2 separate regions of the Rattus norvegicus genome follow, and region 1 is linked to region 2. Evidence: chromatin contacts called from public Hi-C data. All regions are on one chromosome and are shown on one strand. The core of a region is the stretch at or near the end of the contact, and the rest is flanking DNA. Distances in the headings are between cores, read along the strand shown. Region 1 overlaps Sec63 (SEC63 homolog, protein translocation regulator). Region 2 holds the start of Sec63 (SEC63 homolog, protein translocation regulator).

What was found. Hi-C and Micro-C count contacts between places; a contact is called where the count stands out from the background.
Region 1: a Hi-C map of liver shows a contact between it and region 2, with 2.2 times the contacts expected there. The contact joins the enhancer-like site here to the promoter of Sec63 in region 2. A contact is called at or near these places in 3 of 12 Hi-C or Micro-C datasets (hepatocytes and liver).

The regions. Positions count from the first base shown.
Region 1 is chr20:47,866,143-47,871,905 of GRCr8, forward strand. Sec63 (SEC63 homolog, protein translocation regulator) reads left to right here. Exons shown (of 20, transcript NM_001107637.1): 9 at 613-707; 10 at 802-934; 11 at 3,139-3,231; 12 at 4,441-4,595. Among named protein-coding and RNA genes, the nearest start is that of Sec63, 42 kb to the left of the region's middle. Within about 2 kb of position 3,814, at least 8 of the 93 cell types and tissues checked have an H3K27ac peak or open chromatin away from gene starts, as enhancers often do. A contact at or near this core is called in liver, where this site is marked.
Region 2 is chr20:47,823,001-47,829,209 of GRCr8, forward strand. It overlaps Sec63 (SEC63 homolog, protein translocation regulator), which reads left to right and starts at 4,291. Exons shown (of 20, transcript NM_001107637.1): 1 at 4,291-4,644. The coding sequence starts at 4,521.

The DNA.
Region 1 (5,763 bases), core at 2,564-5,063, 43 kb after region 2:
ACAGACCTGTATCTCTGCTCTTCAGCACTGCTGCAGTCCCCTTCCTTTGTTGTCATGTGTGTATTTTCTGCTCTGTTAAAGATAAGGTAATACTGGTGGTTAAAGTGAGATTGGTGAGTAGTGCCAGCCCTTAAAGAACTGTTAAGATAATACTTGGGGCACATGGAATTGTGTGTTTCCACGAAACTCTCCAAGGTTCCACAATTTTGGTTACTCTACAGTCTGAGAAGTCATGGACTAAGGAGAGTCTCTCGCTTTTGGTACTACTTAAACTGGAGGTCACTCTCTTACATGCAACAGTCTAACATCATATGTCACACTAATGCTCCCCAGCAGGCTCCTTTGGAACACTTGCTTAGTTTAGAAACATGCTATTTTAACTGTCCAGTTGCTTTTGTGTTCTTAGTTTGATAAACACCTGTGTGTATTTTTAAAAGTTAAGTTTTTTTGTTGTTTTGTTTGTTGTTGTTGTTGTTGTTTTAGTGGGAGATATTAATTTACTTGCCAGTAGTGGAGGTCAGATGACTTTTCAGCATATTGCATGATTAGGAAGAGAAATCAGTAGATAAACAAATACCTATTTATCATTGTATTTGTGTTTTTTTTCCCTAGGTCTCATCATGGTTTTAGCTGGAGCTTCTGAATTTGATCCTCAATATAATAAAGATGCCACAAGCAGGCCAACAGATAATGTTTTAATACCTCAGGTTAGGCTCATCTTACAGACTCCTCAGTGAGCAGTGAAATACCAAAGTGAATGATTCATGTCCTGTTTCTGAATAATTCCTTTATTTGTCTTAGCTAATCAGGGAAATTGGCAGCATAAATTTAAAGAAGAATGAACCTCCACTTACCTGTCCATATAGCCTGAAGGCCAGAGTTCTTTTACTGTCTCATCTTGCTAGAATGAAAATTCCTGAGACACTGGAAGAAGGTATTTGTGATTAACATTTGAAGGGCTTTAAGGGGACCAAAGCAACAGATACAAGCAGTCCTGGCGATTCAGCACTTAGATGCTGTTCTTTTTTCCCCAACCACATAGTTGTTTATATTTCTTTTAAAAAAATCTATATGCTGTGCACATATTTTGCAGATAGTAAAGGTCTGCATCAGGTGCTTTGGCAAATGTCAAAATGTGTTGTTTGGAGACGAGAATACTTTGTATGAGATGGTTGCTAACTGTGGGTTAGCGAGGGTTCGCGCTGGCTTTGCTTTTTGTCCGCAGTGCTGTCTCTCCGCTATCCTTGCTCTTTCTCAGCTCTCTCCGGACTAAGATCATAGATGTGGGACATCATGTCTGACTCCTAGGTTTTTTTTGAGAAAAGAACTTGAAAGCCTTTTAGCAGGGACAAAAGTGGATTTTATATTAAATGTCTGACCCTCTTAATCCAACATAATTCTCTCCATTTCTCAGTAGTAACTACAGAGAAATGGTTTGATCTTTACTTAAAGGTTCACTCCCTCACAAGAGAGAGTGTTTGAAGCTCTCTCTCCTTCCTCTTCAGAACAGAGGCTGGAGATGGAAGCATTTGCAGAGACCGTGGATGGATGCCATCTCCTTTTCAGTAGGGACTTAGAACACACTGTCCTAAGGACAAGTGTGCTTTTTGAATGAAATCTTTCTGCTGCATCACTGTCCGACTAGTGGTGCAGCCCGGACGTCTGACAATATGATGGTCCAGTGCTCAGTCCTTGGTGCCAGCCAGCGGGTGCTTCGGGTGGAAGGGAAGGGGAGAGTTAGGCACCACCATTGGAATTACTTTGAAATAAATGAGTAGTTTTGTTACTAATGTTCTGTGCACATATATAGGCACTTTTACTAGTAATTTCTCACACATAGGTGACCTGCTTTTTAGGCAGAATACAAAATTTAATAGATTTCATTTTAAAAGTTAGTTTTATTTACCTGGGTATTCTTTCTGCGTGTATATACTGGTACCACAGAGGCCTAAAGAGGGAGGGCATTGGGTCCCCTGGAATTGCAGTTATGAGGAGTTTAGCTGTTGGAAGTTGAACTCAAGTCATCTACAAGAGTAGCCAGAGCTCGTTCATAACTCTTGAGCCATCTCTCCTCAAATGGAGAAGTGTAAATGTAACTGTTAAAGAACTGTTAAAGCGGGGCTGGGGATTTAGCTCAGTGGTAGAGCGCTTACCTAGGAAGCGCAAGGCCCTGGGTTTGGTCCCCAGCTCCGAAAAAAAGAACCAAAAAAAAAAAAAGAACTGTTAAAGCACTTATTTCTTTTTTTTTTTTTTTCTTTTTTTCGGAGCTGGGGACCGAACCCAGGGCCTTGCGTTTGCTAAGCAAGCACTCTACCACTGAGCTAAATCCCCAACTCCAAAGCACTTATTTCTATTGCTGGTTCTTGGCCTCAGGATCTGACTGCGTGTCAAATACTCTACTGCATAGCTCTGTTTCCAGGCTGTTAGAATTTTTTAATATAAATTTTATTTTAATGTATATGAGTATTTTGCCCACAATATGTGTTCCGTGCCTGAGAAGGCCAGAAGAGAGTATTAGATCACCTGGGACTATAGTACAGACTGTTGTCAGCCGCCATGTTGGTGCTAGGACTTGAATCTGGGTCCTCTGAAGAGTGATCGCTGCTCTCACCCACTGAGTTTTCTTTGCCAGTCCGTTTTGTATATGTTTGTTTCTGGAAGGTGGACTCAGATCATCAGGCTTGCAGCAGAAGCTAAGCACAAGGAGTGCTTAGCCAGCCCCTTGGTTAACTTCTTCCCCTTCCTGCATTGACTGACTTTATTCTCACTCACGGTCTCTGTGTTTAACCACAGTTACAGGAGCATAATAGCTGCAGGAATAGAGCAGTCCCAGAGATAGCGGGATTGGAATTGAATTCATGATTAAGACCGTTTTAAAGAAAATAAGGAATATATAATAAATAGTACCCCATTCTGTTAGAATTTTGGCTTTGCTACATCTTCTGCTAGTGATGACTTTCTGTCTTGTGTTTGCAGTAATGTTGAGGAGAAATTTTCTTTGAAACATTAAGATTCTGAGGCTGGGTAGAATATTTAAGGGCAGCACATTTTGTGCTAGCCTTGGGCTTCAAGTGGGAAAGGTTTTTTGACTGTAAGATTAGAATAGTTTATTTCAGGGTTTTTGCTTTGCTTTTTCAGATCAACAGTTCATGCTGAAAAAGTGTCCTGCTCTGCTTCAGGAAATGGTGAATGTAATCTGCCAGCTGATAATAATGGCCCGGAGCCGTGAAGGTGAGGGGGAGGGGGAGGGGAGGGGGAAGGTGGAGGGGGGGGAGGAGGAGGGAAAGGGGGAGGGAAAGATGAGGAGGAGGAGGAAGAGGAGGAGGAGGAAGAGGAAGAGGAGGAGGAGGAAGAGGAGGAGGAAAAGGAAGAGAAGATAGAATTGTGCTTGCCCTGGGGGGCGTTGGCCTGGTTCACTTAACAGTTAAGGCTTTATGAAGATGTAATTATAGTTCGAACACCAGGGTCGGGGTTCTCAGATTGCTTATGGCTCAGTCTTTTCATTTGCTTTATTTTTAGTGCTTTAAACTTTTTCTTTCCTCTGAATACTTTTGAGTTATTTTTGTATTTTCACAGTGAGTTTGAAATAATTTTTTAATTGGCATAATACGGTTTTTTGTTTGTTTGTTTTGTTTTTTGGATGAAAAGAACAGGAATTTTTGGCCATTATTGGAAAAGAGGCTAAAAAAAAAGGAGAGTGTTTATAGTTTCTTGTTGGTGATTTTAATTCTTGGCAGTGTTACAGTGCCTTTGGAATGTCCCAACATCTGCTAGTTGGAGTTAACACAGGAGTTCTTAGCCAGGCGGGACGTAATCCTGTAACTTCAGCACTGCTTAGGCACAGGAAGGAGTCCTGCTTGAAGTCAGTCTGGGCTTCACACAGCAACCTCATTGCCTCAAAGTAAACAAAAATACATCTGAAAACACAAAATCTCTCCTACGTTTTGAGATGGGCTCTTGCTGTGTAGTCACACTGGCTTTGAACTCAGTCTTTCTCCCTCAGCTTCCTAAGCAGAAGGTTTCCCTGTGCTCCACCTCGCCTGGCTCAGGACATTTGGGGATTCGTGTTTGTGGCTGCATCTTACTCCGTCACCCAGGCTGGTCTTGAAAGCACTGCCCTCACCTCAGCTCCCTGGTGCTTGGATTGCCATCCAGGGCTTGGGAGTGTGGCTGCTCTCCAGGTTACGTCATGGTGTGTTGTTAGCGCCTGATGCTTTATGATTATTGGAGTTGATAGAGAGATTCTTGTTAATGGTTGTTGCTGGGTAATGCACAATGACCAATTTTATGTATTTTTAACATTTTTTTCAGTAGCTTTAAAGGAAAATCAATATCCAGATCTTGAATTTTAGGTGTTAGATGTTAGTGTGATTTTATCCCTTGTGATAAAAGTATAAAAAGTATAGCTCTTTTGTTTCTTTTTCTCCTGTTCTTTCTAAGAAAGGGAGTTTCGTGCTCCAACTTTGGCATCCTTAGAAAACTGCATGAAGCTTTCCCAGATGGCTGTTCAGGGGCTGCAGCAGTTCAAGTCTCCCCTTCTGCAGCTCCCTCACATCGAAGAAGACAATCTTAGAAGAGTTTCAAACCACAAAAAGGTTTGTTGACTGCTTTCTAGTCAAAGTTTACCAACTTGTGTAACAAGGGAATGTGAATAAAAGAAGTGTTCTAGACTTCATTATGTAGGTTTCTTAGATTTAGAATTTTTTTTTTTTTTGGTTCATATTTCTTGATTAGGTGGTTTTATGTATTTTGCTACTATAGAATTACTGTTTTGCATTGAGTAAATTTTAGTTAATACTTTGTACATCTCAAAGATTTATATATCAAGTAATAATACACTGTATACTTTCCATTTTGTTTTTGACTTAAAAGTTGGGTAGTTGTTATAGTTGAGTATGAACAAAACTAAAAAAAAATCGAAGTATTTACAAAACTAATGTTGGATGGATGGTAGTCAAGTGCTTGCTTGGTATGCACAGGACCCTGGGTCAGTACCATCTAGTTACAGGGTGTGGGAGGATGCGGTCATTAAGAGAATTTCTTTTTTTTAGGAAATACAGTAAACACTTGAATATTTCAAAAGTATGTAGAAATGAAAAGGTTTGGGAAATAAAACAGAGTTGTGATTATAGGAGGAGATTTTAAGCATTTCTCTTGGGCGTGGTGGTGTGAGCATGTACTGTATGCTCAGCCTTTTGGGAGGATGAAGCAGGAGGGTTGTAGGAAATTTGAGGCCTAGGCTAAGTAGTGAACTGGAGGCCAACCTGGGCCAGAGTGAGCCCGTTTTAAGAAAACAAAGAGAGGGGCTGGAGAGATGGCTCAGTGGCTAAGAGCACTGACTGCCCTTCCAGAGGTCCTGAGTTCAAATCCCAGCAACCACATAGTGACTCACAATCATCTGTAATGAGAACTGATGCCCTCTTCTAGTGTGTCTGAAGAGAACTACAGTGTACTTGTATATAATAAATAAATAAATCTTTAAAAAAGTATTTATAAAAAAAAAAGAAAACAAAGAGAAAAAGAAAAAAGTTACTTTGTATACAATAAAAGAAGTAAGTTAAAGACAGGCTTTGGATTTGGTGGTGTTAAAGGAAATAACTGTATAAGAAGTCGGTATCCAAGTTCAGTTTATTAGTCATTGCCGTTATGTTACACATGAGTCTACACCAGCATTGAATTAAAATTCGCCTGCCTCATGATTTAATCTCTGTGAAAATGAAAAGTACCTAGTACTTAACTTTCAATTAATTTAAATATATTAGA
Region 2 (6,209 bases), core at 3,041-5,540:
GGTTCCTAGGCATCAGCCAGAAGGCTTGGAGCACACCATAGATGGAGGGCCTACTGTACTGAGATGTGGGCTGCGGGCGGGGGTAGAACACACCTACTTAACTGGTTTCTTCCAGTCTCTGCAGTTAACTCCACCACACAGGACTCTGAATAATGCCATTGTAGCCCCACAAACACCTCGGTATGCATAGGTGGAAGTCAATACCAGTAACACAATGCCGACTTACCAATAAGTGAAAGTGTCACTCTAAGGAAAAAGCAAATATTAAATGGAGCCTAAAAATAAGCTTTCTGTACCCGAGAGGAAATAAACTACCAAGCAATTAAAATGAGCGTGACTAAGGTCTTCTCTTGCAGACATATTCAGCGAAGATATTAAAATACATTTTAACATATGCCGAAATTAAGGACAATATGTGTTTGTGGCTCATTTTCTTCCATATTCATTTACTATTATTAACAATTTCACAATGATCACTTAAAAGAAATAGTTTTGTAAGTTAATATCATCAACAGAAGGCCTGGTGTGGTGCTTAGAAGGTAGAGGAGGGAGGGAAGCAGGAATTCAAGGTCTTTCTTCCTTTCCTCCACTGTCCTCCCCTGTCCTCCCCTCTCCTCTCCCTCTCTCCTTCTCCCCCTCTCTCTTCCCTTCCCCTTCTCCCTCCCCCTCCCCCTCCTCTCCGAGACAGGGTCTTATGTAGCCCTGGATGTCCTGGACTTGCTATGTAGACCAGACTGGCCCAGAACTCACACAACTCTACCAGACTCTACCTCCAGAGTGCCGGCCTTAAAGGAGTGTGCCTCCACACTTGGCTTCAAAGTCATTCTTGGCTCTATATTGAGTTCAAGGCAAGCCTGGGCTGCATGAGACCCAGTTCCAAGACACAGACTTTATAGGTTTTGGGTTAAGGAATTCCATAATTTCTAATGGCTAGAGGTTTAATAAGTTGATACAATTTGTTCAAATTGATATCTCATTTAAGTTTTTTTTTTAAAGATTTATTTGTTCATTTATTATATATAAGTACACTGTAGCTGTCTTCAGATACACCAGAAGAGGGCATCAGATCTCTTTACAGATGGTTGTGAGCCACCATGTGGTTGCTGGGAATTGAACTCATGACCTCTGGAAGAGCAGTCGGGTGCTCTTAACCGCTGAGCCATCTCTCCAGCCCCCCTCATTTAAGTTGTTAAATCCACTGTTATATAAGCCCAAAGCTACAAATGGAAGAGGTTACTTTCCAGAAAAACAGTCCAAAGAGAGATACTTATTTACTATTTGTTTATTTATTTGTCTATTCCTTCATTTGCTTATTTTGAGACAGAGTTGTTCTATGTAACCCTGAGGGCCCTGGAATTTGCTACATAGATCAAGTTTGGCCTGAAACTAACAGATATCTGCCTGTGTGTCTATCTCCAGAGTGCTGGGATTAAAGGTCATGAGCCACCACGACTGGCGGGAGTTAAGATCGATAATTTATCTTGCCATAAGTTTATAAAACTGACGTATTATCTTTGCAGAAATGCTGAGTTAGACATAAACGGACTCATAAAAAAAAATCAAGTTCAACATTCTGAAAACATGGAAGGACTTAACAAGAGATTCAACCCAAGGCGGAGAAAGTCTGCCTACTCCAGTACTGCCGGGTTTGTGAGTGGCGCATGCTTTCAGTAAGGCAAATTGTTCATTGGGACCTTCGAGGTTGTGGTGTCAGCAAATAAAGGGGGCAGAGCTCCCCGCTGGCAGCCACCTCCCTGCAACAGCCTGAGGGGGTCCTCTAGAGTTTTAGGGACCTTGATTCAGGCTGAACCAGGATTCATGGTTTTGATATTCAAAAGAATTCCAGAACTAAACTAAACTAAACTCAACTCAACTAAAGGAAGTGGAGGTTGGTGGTCTGGTCTGGTCTTTAATTTAGGCTTTAGCCTGAGGTCAGGAGAAAGTGTTCAGAACTGCAGCCGGGCTGAGAGGAAGGATGTGGGCTGCTCAAAGACAGCCATGGCTGTCTATGTATGTTTTATACATAGTCATGAGACTTTTAAAAAAGATTTATTTTTTTTTCTTTTCTTTTTTTCGGAGCTGGGGATCGAACCCAGGGCCTTGCGCTTGCTAGGCAAGCGCTCTACCGCTGAGCTAAATCCCCAACCCTAATATATATATATATATATATGTATATATATATATATATATATATATATATATATTGTCGTCTTCAGACACACCAGAAGAGGGCATCCGATCTCATTTCAGATGGTTGTGAGCCACCATGTGGTTGCTGGGGTTTGAACTCAGGACCTCTGGGAGAGCAGTCAGTGCTCCTAACCGCTGAGCCATCTCTCCAGCCCATCATATGAGATTTTGATGGAGTTTGAAGCTAATAGTATGCTACCACTGGATGGCTGCCGGGTGCATTAGGTGGCATTACAGTCAGTAAGGAAAAGTGTAGCCCACAGGGACGTTTGCTGTAAGTAGTTTTGCTTTCTGTTCTCTGGCAATGTCTGGAGAAAGGAATGAGAGCCTGACCAGGTCATATACACTCAGGCCTTAAGTGTGGTTGTTGCTACTTTTTTTTTTTTTTTTCTTTTTTTCGGAGCTGGGGACCGAATCCAGGGCCTTGCGCTTGCTAGGCAAGTGCTCTACCACTGAGCTAAATCCCCAACCCCAATAATTATGAGTACGCTGCCGCTGACACAGCAGAAGAGGGCATCAGATCCCATTTCAGATGGTTGTGAGCCACCATGTGGTTGCTGGGAATTGAACTCAGGACCTCTGGAAGAGCAGTCAGTGCTCTTAACCACTGAGCCATCTCTCCAGCCCTGGGTTGTTGCTACTTTGACATAAAATATCTAGGTCTGAAATGAATATCAACTCTAGGTCAGCATCCTAGACAACAATTGTCGTGTTGAAGTTCCTGCTTCTCACCTGGTGACAGCCCTAGCTGGCCTCAAATGCACAGAGATCTGCCTGTCTCTGCCACCTGTGTGCTGGTGTTAAGTGCTCTGAGATGAGGGCCTCATTTTGGACTACACAAAGAAACCCTGTCTCAAAATTCAAAAAACACCCCCCCCCAACAAAAAGCAAACAAAACAAAACAACAGCAAAAAACAAAAAAACAACAACAACAAAAAACACCCGATCCTTAAAAAACAGCAGAATGTTTGTACTTGCGCGATAGTTTCTCTTTTGAGAGGTATCACACACTTTAATATTCACAGCGATCCTGTGAGAAATGCCCTGTGTCCTCTTGATCCACAGAGGGCAGAGCGGACTCTGGAACCCAGCCCGCTAAGGCCACCACTGGACTTCCGTGGGATCTTTACAAGAGTAGGCGAGCTTCCTGAAGCTCAGCTGATCTCAGTTTGAGAGCCTGTGGCTAGGAGCATTGAGTGACTGCTACTTCAGTTTGCTCGCCCGCCGGTTGCAAGGGAGTGCCAGCGGCTTTTTGGGGCGTCAGAGCAATCTGGCTTTGGATCCCTAAACCCTGAGCAAACCCAAACCATCGAGCGTAACCTTTGGAAAACGTTTTGAGCTTGACTTTTCTCATTAATAGAGCATATGTAACAGTGGTTCTCAACCTGAGGGTCCTGACCCTGTTGAGGAGGGAATTGTCAAACGATCGTTTTACAGGGAGTGTATATAAGATATCCTGCATATCATACATTTACATTACAATTCATAACAGTAAAATTGCAGTTATAAAGTAGCAATGAAAATAATTTTTTGGCTCGGGGTCACAACAACATGAGGTACTGTATTAAAGGGTGGGTGGCAGCATTAGGAAGGTTGAGAGCCACTGATCTATATTTTGCTTTATTCCATGCTTTACTGAAACTGAACACACGATCGCTTGGGTCACAGAAAGCATGAGTGAACTGGCAGTTTCAAATACCCTAAGCTTTGGAACTCTGAGGAGGAGTTAGTTCCTCGCTCCCTATTCTTAATGGCACTTGTTTCCACGAGGTTCCCTTGGAGGAGCGAATCAGAAGCTGGGGAAAAGTGAGAGGGATAGGACAGAATGGAGAGGCAAGGCAATCTAGCTCTGCTTGCAAAAGCTCAGCTTCCAGTCGCACCTAGTACGCTCGTCCCGGCTCACTACTCAGGAGACCCTGGCAGGAAGGCTCCGGGAATCTGGCGAAGGGTGCCGGGAAGGAAAGCCGGGCAAGCAGGGGGCGGGGCCAGGGGCGGGCCTATGGCAAATAGAGGGCGTGGCCCGTGGCTCAGGGGCGGGGCCGCGGGCGGGGTCCAACAGAGTTTCTTCGCTGCGCGCGCCACGTCTCCCTCTGCGAGCGTGTGGAGGAGCCGGCAGGGGAGGGAACAGCCGCGTGGGGCGGGAACTAGCTCCTCTCGCGAGAGTTGGCGACGGCCGCGGCGGCGTGTCCGTGAGAGCGGCGTGGGGGCGGGGAGGAGAGGCGGCGGCGGCGTCCGAGCTACGCCACACGGGGCCGGGGCGCCGGGAGCCGGAGCGCAGCGCGGGGTCGTGGCGGCGGCGGTGAGGGAAGCGGGGCGGAGGAGGTGGAGCCATGGCGGGCCAGCAGTTCCAGTACGATGACAGCGGGAACACCTTCTTCTACTTCCTCACCTCCTTCGTGGGGCTCATCGTGATCCCCGCCACCTACTACCTCTGGCCGCGAGACCAGAATGCGGGTGAGTCCCGTCGGCGGCCCGCCCAGGCGCGCTCAGGGGTCGCTCCGCTCCGCTCCGGGCCGCACCGTCCTGCCCCCCGGTGCTGCCCCGCGTCCCGGTGACGCTGTCCGCGGCGGGGCCTGAGGGCCGCGGTCCGCGGGGCCGAAGCTCGGCGGCGATTTCCGGGGTCGCCCGTCCGCCTGCGCGGTCCCGGGGAGTTTGGCTTGGACCGGCTCCGCATTGTTCTGGATGCTCGTCGCCTGCTGCCTCTTTGTCTCCCCGGCCTCAGCTTTTGTTGGGTGTTCTTTCTGGAGGGAGCGGGATGGGCTGGGACGGGGGGCGAGAGAAGAGTTGGCCGAGGAGGAAAAGGAGCGTGCGGGCACCACTTTGCATCCTTCGCTCCCGCCACCCATCTTCCCCTCGCATCCCGGTGTCCCCGCTGCAGCTGTTGGGACAGATGTTTGGGGGCACCCCCGAGCTGGGCGGCGTGTTTGGGACTTCCAAGTGAGCTCACCAGCAGCCCACCCCCGTCACTTCCTCCCTTTGGCTTTTTTCATTTGTTCAATCACGTCGCGGGGGTTGTTAAGCGCTGCCGTTATTCCTTTTATAAAAGCGAAAAAAAGAGGTTTTTCTCCGTTTCCTTTCCTCTGGACTTTCCTGTTTACAACGGAAAGGTGCAAGCATGGAGGATTAAGCTAGGTTCGTGTGGGGTCGCTAGCTCATTTGCTCTTAGTTCTTGAGTCTTCACGGTAAACGTCGTGTCAGGACGCAATCTAATACCGTTTTAGAGCATGTTACGTGTAAGACTGTAATGTTGGGTTCTGTGTTGCACTTGCCTGAGACATATGGCACCAGATATTCTTGAAGCTGATGGCGCTGACTGCAAGCGCCTAATGGGTTATTTCTGGTGGTGTTAACCATAATTAGTAGGTTTCGAGTATAACAGCGGCGCTGAGGGAGAGCTTTCTGTGTCTGCTAAGTTGCTTTTAGGTTGGGTGTGGTGATGATCTAAGTTGTCTAGGTTGTGTACTGGACCTTGGGAAAAGTTGTTAACACTTTGCTCAGGTCTTGCTACACTTTGATGAGAGAATTCAATGTCCTGTAAAATTACTTAGTTTCACAATAGAACTAAATTTAGGGTGAAGAGCAAGCAACAATTGCATGCATCTCTTTTGTACATTTGAAGTAAGTTGAGTAGCAACAATTTACCCAAAGTTCCTAGCCTCCCTAGTTTCTCATTCTGGGTTGGCTTACGGAATTTTCATTTGGGCCTCTTGAGTTCTGTGTTTCAAAGTTCATTTAGATAATGTGGGATTTTGAACAGTGGCTGTATGTACCTTTGGTGTCATAACACAGAAATGTTTTTTTTCTTGACTGTTCCCCTCGGCCATTCTTTCAGGATTTCAAGTTAAAGGGATCCATGCCCAGTGTGGTGGCTCCCAAGTGTTATCCCAGGCCTTTTGAGAGGTGGAGGCAAGATGGTTAAGAGTTCAAGGCCACTGACATTGGCTACATAGTGAGTTCAAAGCCAGTCTGGCAGCCTGTCTCAAAAATAGGACCGCAGGATGGCCCAGCAGGTAAAGGCC